Linked DNA regions of Mus musculus: regions 2, 3 and 4 are each linked to region 1. A link is a contact called in public promoter capture Hi-C data. All regions are on one chromosome and are shown on one strand. The core of a region is the stretch at or near the end of the contact, and the rest is flanking DNA. Distances in the headings are between cores, read along the strand shown. Region 1 holds the start of Agpat2 (1-acylglycerol-3-phosphate O-acyltransferase 2 (lysophosphatidic acid acyltransferase, beta)). Region 2 holds the start of Ddx31 (DEAD/H box helicase 31). Region 3 holds the start of Tsc1 (TSC complex subunit 1). Region 4 holds the start of Gfi1b (growth factor independent 1B).

Region 1 (3,124 bases), core at 193-2,692:
CTATCTCAACTCATCGCCTTATGAGGATTTAAGACAGGAACCCTAAGACAGGGTGGGGAGGTGGGGAGCAGGCCTCCCCACCCTGTTCTATGCACCGTGAAAAGTGCATAGCTAGGGCACCCTTGTCTTCTGTGCAAGGGTCTCCTCTGCATGTCTGCTCCCTGGGACACTGGATAGTCACTATAAGCACCTGAGAAATGAGGGCTGGGACCCACAAAATATGGCTGGTCAGGACAGCATCCTAACCCCAAAGACGACCAGATACAGCCGAGAGTCAGGAAACCATCATTCACAGTCCTTGTAACTACCGCGGGGGAGGAGGGGCTTCAGGGGCACAAGGTCCGAAACACCCAGGCAAGGCCAAGGCCAGGACATTGCAAAACCCACCCTCTCAGCAGTCCAAATGGGGCAGAAAGAAATGTAGCAACAGTCTCCTGGGAGTGTGGACAGGGAGAAAGGACTAGAGGCTTTTTCTCTCGGGCAGCCCCCATTGCAGGACAACCTAGCCTGATCTCCATACCTGTACCTTTTGCTTGTCCACTAAGCTTCCCTGCTCTGGGAGATGGGCAGAGGAGGATTCTGGCCACAGCCTCCTTCCTTTATTGCTAGCAAGCCAGGTCCAAAGACAGTTCGGCCCCCACCCCCCAGAAGAGGAAGTTAATGACAAGGAGAACCTGTGGCTACAACCTGGGCACAGGTGTCTTCTAACCGGCAGAGAGGTGGAAGCACGGACCGGAAGCCTGGCTAGGCTTCGGTTTCCCTGCTGGTGAAAGTGGGATTGGGCCTGTCCCACCTTCGCTCGGCCCCCTCCCTCTCCCAAAGCTAGCGGCGCGCGCAAACCCGACACTCCACGCTGCGCGCAGGGGGCGCCGCAGGGCCGAGCCCTACAAGCGGCGCACATCGTGACACGCGCCCCTGGGACGGGAAGCCGCGTCGTCGGAGGCTCCGGACCGTGGGGACGGCGGGGCGGGCGGGGCAGGAAGGAAAGAACGCGAGGAGCTCAGAAGTTAGGAAAGCGGAAGCGCGCGCCCATCCCGGCGTCCGGCCCCCTTGCCTCATGTTATCCACGGTGCGGCCGCCGTGGCGCAGCAGGCAGACGATCGAGGCCGCGGCGGAGAAGGACAGGCAGAGCACGCAGTAGAGACCGACCTTGGCGTAGAACCTGGCTGTGCGGCTCAGCTGCACAAGCAGCAACAGCAGCAGCAGCGCCGCCGTCAGCCATGGCCACGGGTCCATGGCGGCCGCACCCCAGCCCCGACGGCGCCGCCGCCCTCCACCCGCCGCCCGCGCCCCTTTTGAGGAGCGCCGAGGGTAGAGGGCGGGCCAGGCTGGAAGCCCAGAGCTAGGTGCGGCCGTCCCGCCCTGTTCCCGCCCCTCCGGGCCTGGCCCTGCCGGGGGGCATCGCGCCCCGCTCCGCCCCGCCGCGTCCTGGACGCGGACCCCGCCTCCCTCGGCCCTTCGGGTGTCACCCTCTCCGCCCCGCCCCTCCCTGCCACCCTGCCCCTTGCGGCAGGACATTGAGGTTCCCTCACTCGTCCCGCGGCTCCCATCTCTGAGCTGCCGGGTGGCCTGGGCTCTGGCGTTGCCTCCCACGCCCCTGCACCGGGGCTTGCGGCCACAAGTCCCCAGCCTGGCACCGCAGCTCCCTAAGGGTGTGCAACCGACCTAAGACGTGCCCATTATGCCAGTCTTGTCACCACACAAAGGACCATTGACCGGCTACTGAGTGACCAATGGTTACCTGACTAGGCCACCTGGCTGGTGGCCTGGGCCCTTTAGGTTCCCTTGAGCAGGGAGACTGAAGCCCTATTCCCATGATGCAACGAGCTGGGGGAGGCAGAAGGAGTAGTGAGAGTTTTGGAGTGGGGGTGTCTCTGGGGTAATGTGGCACCGGGGACCTTCTGATGCCCGGCCAGCAGTGTGGATCAGGCGATTGTGTTCCCATGCGCACTGTGTTCTAACCGCCAGCCTGTAGTTGGTGCTCACTGGGACACTTGTAGTAAGAAGCCTTGGGCTTGCAGGCCAGCCATATACATCCTTCCTGATCATGTTCTCAGAGCAGATGTCAGTGACAAAATGCATCTAGCTTCTTTTTTGGTGAGGTTGGTCTGCACCTAGGTGTGGAACTCAGCGATGGCTGTAGATATTAATGTGCCCACAGGCTCCCCTATATCCAGGCATTCTGAGAGAATCTCTGGTTTTCTCAGATCCGGAGAGATGATAATTTTAATATCTACCTATATAACTGTGCTTAGCTTTTTTTTTTTTTTTTAGACTTATTTTATGTATGCGAGTACACTGTAGCTATAGGTTGTGAGCCTTCATGTGGTTGTTGGGAATTGAATTTTTAGGACCCCTGCTCGCTCCGGTTAGCCCACTCAACTCTGGTCAACTCTGCTCCCTCAATCCCTGCTTGTACACCAGAAGACGGTGTCAGATCTCATTACCGGTGGTTGTGAGCCACCATGTGGTTATTGGGGCTTGAACTCAGGACCTTCGGAAAAGCAGTCAATGCTCTTACCGGCTGAGCCATTTCGCCAGCCCTGTGCTTAGCTTTTAAAGCAGGGCCAAAGCTGTGCCAGGGTGGGTAAGGAACCACCAGGAGTCACTCCAGCTTCAGGCTTCTGTGCTCATGAGGTTGCAGGCAGGGTGAGCTGCAGGGTTTCAGCTTCTCTGGTAGAAGACCCAGATATGCTTGGAGAGAAGGGGGGGGGGGAGAGGGGTGCTACGGGGCTGCTAGGATCCCAGCTGAGATCTCCAAGGCATCAGGTCCTCACAGCTCTGCAGCCCCCTCAGGAATGTATGCTGAGTCCTTCCTGCCTTTTAATTCTAACCAACCTGGTGTCCTTTTTATTTATTCATTTAGCGTATTGGTTTATGTTTTTAAGGTTTTTTGTTTGGTTTGGTTTGGTTTGTTTTTTTGGGGGGTGGGTTGTTTTTGTTTTTTTGAGACAGGGTTTCTCTGTGTAGCCCTGGCTGTCCGGGAACCTACTCTGTAGACCAGGCTGGCCTCGAACTCAGAAATCCACCTGCCTCTGCCTCCCAAGTTCTGGAATTAAAGGCGTGTGCCACCACGCCCGGCCGTCTTTAAGTTTTAAAGGTTTATTTTATGTGTGTGAAGTGT
Region 2 (3,124 bases), core at 218-2,717, 2.2 Mb after region 1:
TTCAAATAAGCATACTGTTATACGTGTGTATAGCTTTATAGCACACCATGATATTAAGACTACATTATTTGTTCATGACCTGCCAAAGGATAAATAACCTCCTTGAGGGCAGGGGCTGTCTCTACTCTGATTTATCCCAGACTCCATTGGGCACCTACTCACTTGACACACACCCACTTTGACAGATTACCTACTGCATATACATACAGAAGGTATAAATAAAATAAAAGTAAGTTTTTACATTTATAGACTATGAAAAGGAACATCGCTCACTAAAGTAAACCATGTTTGAAAATGGTTACATTAATACAACAAAAATTAGAAACTCTACAGTTCAGGAGCAAACTTGGGTTATATGAAGTTGAAGGCAGTAAATTTATAGAGTTACAGAGACCTTGGACTTGGAAGTCTAAGCACCTGATGCTCTCCGAGGTTTTATTTTTCATCACACTTCCAGATTTAAGAGCTGTCTACCCAAGGAGACACAAGGACCGTTCACAATGAAACCGTCAAACAGGTAACGAAATAGATCAGTTTTTCTTCTCAAAGCAAAAGTGGCGCGAGAGGAGGGCGCTTGCATTACAGAATGAAAACACAAAGCCAGCCCAGGGCCTGGGGAGTTGGCCCCAGACAATAGGAGCAACGGTAGACAGGTCAGGGGTTGGGTCAGCTGCGGGGTGGAGTCACAAGAGTTCCAGAAATCCCGGGGCTAACGGCTCTAACTGTTCCATCCACCAGTAATGAAGGAATGGATAGCGGATCCTGGCTGGGGGGGCGGGGGTGTCTAGGAACAGTGAAGACGCTTGCACGACTTTTTAAAAGCTGCGGCGAGGCTAGCCCCTTCATTAAGAGTTGGATGCACATGGAATCCTAGAGCCGGGTGCAGGCCAGCTTCCCTTGGGATCCGTGGCGCGTCCGCGGGAGAAGCGGTGGAGGCGACTTACCTTGAGGAGGCAGCTGTTGAGAGGTGCGGGTACCGAGGTGCGGTGGATCACCAGATCCTGGCCTGGGTTGTGCACATCGCAGATAAGCTCCAGCACGGCGACGCTGCGAGCCGTGGACACAGACACGCGGTGGTCCTCAGACCAGGAGAGCGGCTCTAACCCGCTCACCGCGTATTGCAGCTTCACGGCAGGCTCCCGCCGAGTCACCATGAGGCGAAACGAGGCGCTGGGCCCGGGGGCCGCGTCGGCAGCCGCCTCCTTCCCGCCCCCTTCGTCCTTCTCCTCTGCGGGCGGCGAGGGCTCGTCGGCCTTGGGCCCCACCAGGGCCTGGTCCGCCTCGCTCATCTTACTAGGAGCGAGGAGGTCGGGTTACCGGCACACTGAACGCTCGCCACCTTGCCCCGGCCTCTCCCAGCGCCCTCCGCGCCCGTTCACTCCCCGCAGGCCCCGAGCGCCACCGAGCCAGAAAGGACCCCGTCGTTGCTAGGCAACGCCACCCTGCTAGATGGCCGTGGAGCTGCCTGTCTGGAAAGTGCGCTCCGGTAGGGCTGACCCGAGGCGCGCCTGCAGACACGCGGAGAAGGTGGGCGCTTCAGAGAGTCCCTTTCCTAGACACTGGGTGCTAGGTCCGACTAAGAGCCCACGGGAGAGTGAGCCTCCGTGGGTGACTGAAAAGCTGAGAAGACCAGCGTGGTGGCTAAAGGAGACCCTGCTGGGTGGGCGGCGCTCGGCCTCTTCCGGTTTCGGAGGCGTGTGAGGCCTCTTGTCTCCCGCCGGTGCGTGCCGTCCCGGCTCCCGGACCCGGAAGGGGCGGCGGCGGACCGGCGATAGTTGCGAAGATCCTCCCTCTCCACGTGCTACCTGGGCTCCCTGCTGGTTCCGCGGCTCCGCACTTGGGCTTTGGCTACTGTCTGCAGCACTTTGCCTGACCGGCCTTCCAGGACGTGCTTCGGACGCACTCAGGTCCAGATGAAGCGGGTGAGTGCAACCCCAGCCCGGGAGGTGCCACAGTGATCAGGTCCGGTCGAGTTCTTTAAGATGTCCAGAGGGGCTGCCGGGCTGCTCTCGGAAACACGTGAACGAGCGGGGAACCCCGCCTTGGGAGCAAGAGACCGGCGGGCTCCTGAGATTGTCTGAGAACTTAGGTTAGAATTGCAGGCTGTAGTAACTAGTCAAGTTCTTGAGACTAGCTGGGGGGAGGGGGGGACGGGACGGGGGACTAGTCAGCATAAGGATTGGAGGCTGGGTGTATCCAAGCTGGAAAATAATGCCTGAGACATGAGGTCTTAACTGTCGGGAGCCAGGTCTTCTGCTGGCAGGAAGGGTCACTTCTGTTAGGAATGGAGACTGGACTCGGTTCTTTGAGCTTTTAAACGGGACGTTTTCATCCACGTATCCGTTCCCTCGAGAGGAGAAAAGTGACTCTTACAGCAAAAAGATGGTTTTAGGGTTGCTGGTTTATCTTCTTGAAAGTGGGAAGATGTGATAGGAGGCTTCATCCCCCTCACCCAAAAGATAATAATGAAATACAAATTGCCCAGCCAGTTTCAGGTCAACCAATGCTTTTAAACTCCTTTGACTAACACACCCACTGCCTAGTTGCACCTTGGTAGAAGGAAGGAGGGACCTTATTAAGCTTAGAAGGTGATGAGTAAGGACTCTTCAGCAAGCCATTGGTATAGTTGAAACTATGTGGGAGGAGAAATACAGACAACCCTCCGGATAGTGGAGGAGAGGGCATAGGATTTACTGTAGGGTAGACCTGGGCTGGTATAGATGTCAGCTTTGGAATACAGTAGTCTATGTGACTTGGGGGGAGTTAGTCTCTCCTATCCATAAATAGGAACACGAATTTGTTTTATAGAAGATTGTTATGAGACTCCAATGGGATACCTGCAATAACTGCATATTGTCTGGTCCTTAGAGGCAGTTGCTATGTGCCAGTAATAGAAATAAAATCAATTGTGTTTCCTTTGAGGAAGTAGACAGCTGCCTTAGGTCAGCAGCATTGAATCAGGCTTGTGGCATATGCCCAGCCCTGTAGCAGGAACATGCATCTTGCTTACCCAGTTATGCAAGGCTTTTGAGTTCCATCCTCAACTATACAAAAAGAAGAAGAAAAAGAAATTCAAAATTTAATTGAGTGAACAGATTTTATCGTTACTTCAACTGTTGTTTCA
Region 3 (3,124 bases), core at 292-2,791, 2.0 Mb after region 1:
AATTACGCTGTTTTAGCTAGAGATTAAGTGCACCTTTTTTCCTGTTTTTCCCAAATAGAATCAGAGTTTACGATTTAATCACACCTCAAAGCTTTTCTCTCAATACAAAGCAACCACTAAATACACACAAAATACTTATTTGTTAATAATTTCCCTGGCTTATCCAACGTGCAATGCACACGACTTGAAAGACTACAATTTGGGGGTGAGTGTACACAAACTCAATTATCTTAAGGACAAGGAGAGCCTCCTGGATGTATGCTTAGGAGAGAAGTCCTAGTTCCCAAGAAGGCCAGGCGAGGGCGCCATCTCCTCGAACTGGAGTTATAGGTAGTTGGGAGCTGCTGCCATTTGGGTTCTGGGAACCTAACCCTGGTCCTCTGTAAGAGCAACAAATGCTCTTAACGGCAAGGCCATTTCTCTAGCTTCCGCTTATCATCTTTCACTGGGTCTTATTATATAAGTTTAAGTATAATAAAACCCCAAACTCCAACCCAAACCAAAAAACAACAAAATACAGCAACAACAAACCAAAACAAAAAATACACAATGCCAGGTGGTGGTGGTGGTTGTGGCGGCGGCTGCTGGGGCAGCTGCGGCGGTGAACACCTTTAAAGCTAGCACCTTTAAAGCTAGGCAGAGGCAGAAGACTCTCTTGACTTCCAGGCCAGCCTGGGCTACAGAGCAAGTTCCAGGATGGGCAAAGCATAAAGAGAAACTTTGTCTTGGAAAACCTTAATAAATACATAATTAATTAAAAAAATAATACAAATAAGGAAAATAACAGCAAATGAAAACTATATACATTCTGATATCCCTCTAAAAAGCTTTGCACCACAGCCGGCAAGGTTTGAAAAGACTTGACACCTTGTCATGGCATGCAAGTAAATCAAGGTATTCTGACTTTACAACATAAACTGCATCCTCTGACTAAGGCTGGCCTCTACATGTCACTCCACAGACTCTTCTGCAAAGGAAAAAGTGGTGGTGGGGGAAAGCCCCATCCTTTTTGCTGCAATTGACAGGCTGTCCATCCAAGGGGATCCCAGAGGCTCATTTGGAAATAGGAACGCCTACAGGGAGACCCCAAAGGTGGCAGGTGTGCCAAAGACAGAGGGACCTGGCTCGAAAGGGCCAGCGCTCTCCACTGAGCCTAGCCCTGCCAGCTTGTTTTTGACTGTGCTTGTTCCGAGCGCGCGCCTCCTGTCACCATCACGTGGCCGCCCCTCCCCACCCCACCCCTCGGCCGGTCTCGTGGCTCCGCCCTCTGCGCCGGGACTTCTTTCGGCCTCCTTCAGAGTCACAAGATCTCTCAGTGGGCTCCCACCTTCACGATCCTTCCGCCGTCCCCGCCTCCACATTAAAATCTCTTTCGGTTTTATTTATCTCGGCCAGCTTGTATCGTCATAAGTGGTATATCCTGTCCTGTCTGGAGAGGCTGAGACTCTGGCCATCTGGCATTAGGCTCGGAGCGTAGTAGAGACCCGAATAGGGACTCTTTTTCATAGCGGAGGCCCCCGCCGCTCGAGACGCTTCACGCCAGGGGGAGGTGCTGCGCGTCCAAGATGGCGGCGCCCTGTAGGCTGGAGGGACTGTGAGGTAAACAGCTGAGGGGGAGGAGACGGTGGGTGAGTACGGGGGGTGTTTCCCCTTCTTTTCCTTGTGGGCTTTTCGGGGCAGCTCTGGCAGCGTGACCTCACGCTGTGGGGCGCTGCGGAGCGCGTTAGCCGAGTCGGGGGTCCGGGGAAGGGGGTTCGGGGAGCTTCTTCCTCGCCCTCATCGCGCGCTGGCTCCGGCAGGGCTCGGCTTGGGCTGCTGGGGCCCCGGGGAGCTGAGGCGGGCCTGCTCCGTCCGATGGCATGGCTGGCTGCAGCTCCGGGCCCGAGGTGGCCCCGCTAACCCGCCCCCCTCGCTTGCTGCGGTGACAGGCTCCCGCGGGGGTGCGCCGCGCAGGTCAGAGACCCCGGGCCCGGCACGGGGACCCGGGGGTGGGGTCGCGGCTCGAGCCTCTACTGCAGCCGCCGGGGCTGGGGGTGGAGAATGAATGAAGGCCGCCTGTGGGCACTGGAGGCTGCCCGGCGCCCGCCGTCTCGGGGAGAGTGTGCACGGCCGAGTGCTTGGCTCTGGGTGTACTTGTGGGTGTTTAATTGATGCTGGAAGACAGTTACCTCCAAGTCGGCAGAGGTGCTCGTTAGCGACAGCTACCTGCCCAGCCACTGCTGAACGCTCATTCATTCATTTGAGGACCTGGAGGACCCACTGCCTGCGGTCCCAGACACCTTTTTTAGAACCCAAGCACTTTCTTTGTGTTGTGGGTTAGAAGAGTTTGGCTTCTCGCGTGTTGGATTTGGAATGAGAGAGACGTGGGGATGGCGTGGAGTGTGGTCGGCCAGTAATCGCAACTATCGTTTTTTTTTGTTTTTTTTTTTGTTTTTTTTTTGTTTTTTGTTTTTTGGAGAGGGGGAATAGGGGGTGCCTGTGTGACCGAGCACTATTGAAAGTGCTTGGTAGCCATCCTGTCTTTGGTTCTGGACAAAGGAGAAGCAGTCTGCAGCCTTTCTAAATGAAGAAACTGAGGCCTGGAGAGAGTGGAATAATTTGCCCAAGGTCACACCCCCCTATTCTGAGACAGCACTGGAATTGAAGTCCGACTGGTTCCATTTGTCTGTTATTTGATTAAAGGTGGCCTATTATTAAGTGAGTGTAGTTAATCATTTGGCCAAGGTAGGGATATGTGTGTGTGTGTGTGTGTGTGTGTGTGTGTGTGTGGTGAGAGATTTTGAACAGGGTGCATTTGGTTTGTATGTCTTAAGCTTTTGTTTCTTACAGCACGGTGTATTTGGTAATCCAAATTTGGTTACAAAGTATTTTGTATTTTTCCATAAAACCGGTGGTATTCACTGAAAAAAAAAAGGCTGAAATCCTTACTTAAGAAAACGAATATGGAATTAGCACTTCACTTTACGTATTGTAAGCTGTAAAAGTACTAAAATAGACTAATGCTCTTCTGAGATATTTTGATTTATAACTTTAGGATCAAGTTGGAGTCATCTGCATTCAAACAGGCTGGGGAAGCGCAGTGGTAAATTCTAGGAAGCTTCACAGAGCCTAATCTTCTGGGAGC
Region 4 (3,124 bases), core at 185-2,684, 2.0 Mb after region 1:
GTTGATTTTTTTTTTGTTGTTGTTGTTGTTGTTTTTTTACTATGTAGTGAGAAAGGAGAGAAGGAAGGAGTCGGGACCAGAGTGTACGTCCCATGCCCATGCCGAAGAACACCACGTAACTCAAAAGCAAAAAAAAAAAAAAAAAAAAAGGTCAGTTCTATGGACTTGTTTTACCACAATGGAAACAAAACTGGGCAAACAGCCCCCACACTCCCCACGGCCGGCTGGGACTGACACCAGAAAGGATTCAATGCAAACGCCTTCAGACGGAGGAGTCTCCTGCTATTTCTGCCTGCGAGCAGGCTCTGTGCCCCGGTGAAGGGAGACCTGGGACCTGCACCCACCTTTTTGAAGTTCTGGGAATGGTGAGCACCACTGGGGCGATTCCATCAGACCTAAATCATCCAGAGCCACCCAACTCCCCGAGGGACTTTCTACAGGTTGACCCCCAAATCAAAATGTTACCCCTCTCCTGATGGAGGGCTTTGCAGACTTGGAAGAGCACAGGTGGATAGGCACAGCTCTGCCAGTACCCAGGCTGTCCAACTCCACAGCTAGGGTGACTTGGCTTTCCCCACAGTAGTCTCATAAAAATGCTGGCTTTCCCAGGACCCAGTCACAGACCACAGCATCCATCCGTGGGCATCTCTGCAATGAGCCCTGTTTTCTAAGAAAACCACAACTCAAACTCACCTTTTCCTCTAGGTGAGAAGAGCTACAGATGCTCAAGGAGCCAAGAGCCTTTGGCAGTGCCTCCCCTCCATCATCCTGTGGTCTGCCTCACCTTGTCATTTCCCTTCAGTAAATTCCCAAGGAAAGGGTGTCTGACTCCCCTCCCCGGTGCTTCCAGGAACTTTTGAGAGGGTCATCAGAGCTACCAATCCCTTCTGAGATCCTGGCACAGGGCAGCTCTAGCCCAGGGGGACACCAATTTGGGCTCCTCTGGTGCCCCTAGAAAAGTGCTCTGTGTGTGTGTGTGTGTGTGTGTGTGTGTGTGTGTGTGTGTGTGTGTGTGAAGGGGGGGATTGACTTTGTGTATCTGGGTGAAGCCTAGCCCCCTACAATGAAGTTTCACAGAATTCGCAGGAGGAAAGCTCGGTGTTTGCGCTATCTTGGGGTATCGGGACTGGTCCATGTTCCTTCCTTCTTCTCTCCCCTGGTGATGAGCACTGCATCCAGAAGAGAGACTACCACAGTATTCTTCCTCTCACCTTAAAGGGAAGCAGACACCCTCCCTGCCTTGGGCACCCAGGACGAACTTTTCAGCGGAGCCCAGCCAGCACGGGTCTGGCAGCACTCACCGTCAGGGAGCTGTCCCTCTTCTGAGTTCTGCCCGAGAGCCACGAACCTCCACACTGTCCCTGGGGACTGCTCTCGGCTCGGTCAACGTTATGAGTCTCTGCACAGACAGACACTTCTCCTTTTCGTTTCTGTGTTTCCCGCCCCCCTTCTGTTCCCCTCCCTGATTTTCAATCTGATTATTTGTGTCAAAATCTGGCGGCTGCAGCGTCAGCCAATGACCAGAGCGCGAAAGTGCAGCCACATTTGCTTATCAAAACTTCACAGAAGCTTCTAACCCACTGGAAATTTCTCCAGAAACTTTCAGTAGCATTTGGGTGAAAGAGAGTGGCTAACTTATTAAAATGTAAAAGTCTAGCATTGACTTACAGTCCCTCATCCTTGCTTTAGATTTTATTTCTTTCCCTTCCTTCTTTCCCTCCCTTCCCCCTCTTCCCCTTTTCTCTTCTTTCCCCATCCATCTTCCTTTTCTTCCCCCTCTCCTTCCTCTCCTCCTCCTCTCTCCTCTTTTTCTCCCTTCTTCCTCTTGCTTCTCCTCTCCTAGATTCCACCATCACACACTTTCTCGCTGAGGCATTAGAGGGGCCCCTGTGTTTAAAGCTCTTGGATCCTGGGCCAGTACAGATCACTCTTAACCAACAGGATTCTGTCTCCCACTGAGCTCATTCTTAAAAAAAAAAAAAAATGGAGTTTCCCCCAGACAACCACAGACCAGCAGAACCACAAATAGACAGAGTAGAAGAACAACAAAAAAAGCAAGGTAGTGAATTTGGGGGCCTTGGAACCTGTACCTGGCAAAGTTCAAGTACAGATTGAATACCCAAGTACCACGGCCGGCGTGTGCTGCCATCTAGTGGCAGCATGAGAGACAGAGAGGTCAATGGGGGCCCCTCTGGGTACCCAGGCCAGCGCAGGGCATTTCACCCCATTTGAGCAGAGCCCCATTCCCTGGTCCCCACTTTCTTTTCCCTGCTCTGCCCCTTGGCCTCCTCCCGTTTGGGGATGACTGATTTATTCCAGGAAGTTTTGCATACAGAGAGAACTCCACCAAACAGCACTGTTAGCTGATTTGCATGCTCTTGCAGCCAGGACTGGAGAGATTACATTTCCCCCATAAAGAAAACAAACACGGGACAGGAAGCCCCGATTGAAACTGCAAGTCCAATGTTCAAAGTGTAGAGAAAAGAGATGTTTCGTTTGAGGCCTTTCTGCTGAGGGGGCTAACCCTGTGGCAGCGGCCGGAGGTCACAACAGACTCCCCAAGGGGACACAGGTCCAGACTGGTGGCCACAGATAGGAGACAGCTACACCCAGCCCTTGTTCTCTCTCTCTCTCTCTCTCTCTCTCTCTCTCTTTCGAGACAGGGTTTCTCTGTGTAGCCTTGATTGTCCTGGAACTCCCTCTATAGAACAGGCTGGCCTCGAACTCAGAAATTCGCCTGCCTCTACCTCCCAAGTGCTGGGATTAAAGGTGTGCGCCACCACACCCAGCCTTGTTCTCTCTTTATAAAACGTCTTGAGTATTCTTTGGGTGGTACACGTTACCAGCCAGCACTCGGTGAGAACTGAGTCACTATGCAGAAAACTTAATAGACCATACGTGGGACATTTTTAAACTGTTCCCTGACAGGGACCAGCCCTCATTTCTTGTCACATACACTTACACTTGACTGTCTTTCCTGCTGAGCCATGTCTCATTCAAATCCTCCTCTGTGGACATCTTTAATGGTTTTACACCCACTTCCCTCCCCATAACCTTCCCAAAGCTTTGGCTTTCTAAATGCACAATTGTTAGGCTGAGCTCTGGCCTCAAGCTGCTGTGTAGC

Evidence for each region. Promoter capture Hi-C pulls out the DNA fragments that hold promoters and counts their contacts.
Region 2: a promoter capture Hi-C map of liver shows a contact between it and region 1, with 2.2 times the contacts expected there. The contact joins the promoter of Ddx31 here to the promoter of Agpat2 in region 1. A contact is called at or near these places in 3 of 39 promoter capture datasets (liver and pre-B cells).
Region 3: a contact with region 1 is called in a promoter capture Hi-C map of liver, with 4 times the contacts expected there. The contact joins the promoter of Tsc1 here to the promoter of Agpat2 in region 1. A contact is called at or near these places in 3 of 39 promoter capture datasets (liver and pre-B cells).
Region 4: a contact with region 1 is called in a promoter capture Hi-C map of liver, with 2.9 times the contacts expected there. The contact joins the promoter of Gfi1b here to the promoter of Agpat2 in region 1. A contact is called at or near these places in 2 of 39 promoter capture datasets (both in liver).

The regions. Positions count from the first base shown.
Region 1 is chr2:26,602,975-26,606,098 of GRCm38.p6, forward strand. Agpat2 (1-acylglycerol-3-phosphate O-acyltransferase 2 (lysophosphatidic acid acyltransferase, beta)) reads right to left here and starts at 1,443. Exons shown (of 6, transcript NM_026212.2): 1 at 1,055-1,443. The coding sequence starts at 1,236.
Region 2 is chr2:28,838,939-28,842,062 of GRCm38.p6, forward strand. It overlaps Ddx31 (DEAD/H box helicase 31), which reads left to right and starts at 1,468. Exons shown (of 20, transcript NM_001033294.3): 1 at 1,468-1,922. The coding sequence starts at 1,914. It overlaps Gtf3c4 (general transcription factor IIIC, polypeptide 4), which reads right to left and starts at 1,422. Exons shown (of 5, transcript NM_172977.3): 1 at 945-1,422. The coding sequence starts at 1,289.
Region 3 is chr2:28,639,692-28,642,815 of GRCm38.p6, forward strand. Tsc1 (TSC complex subunit 1) reads left to right here and starts at 1,542. Exons shown (of 23, transcript NM_022887.4): 1 at 1,542-1,599.
Region 4 is chr2:28,620,548-28,623,671 of GRCm38.p6, forward strand. It overlaps Gfi1b (growth factor independent 1B), which reads right to left and starts at 1,435. Exons shown (of 7, transcript NM_008114.3): 1 at 1,302-1,435. It overlaps Gm52548 (a long non-coding RNA gene), which reads left to right. Exons shown (of 2, transcript XR_003954006.1): 1 at 1-365; 2 at 706-1,656.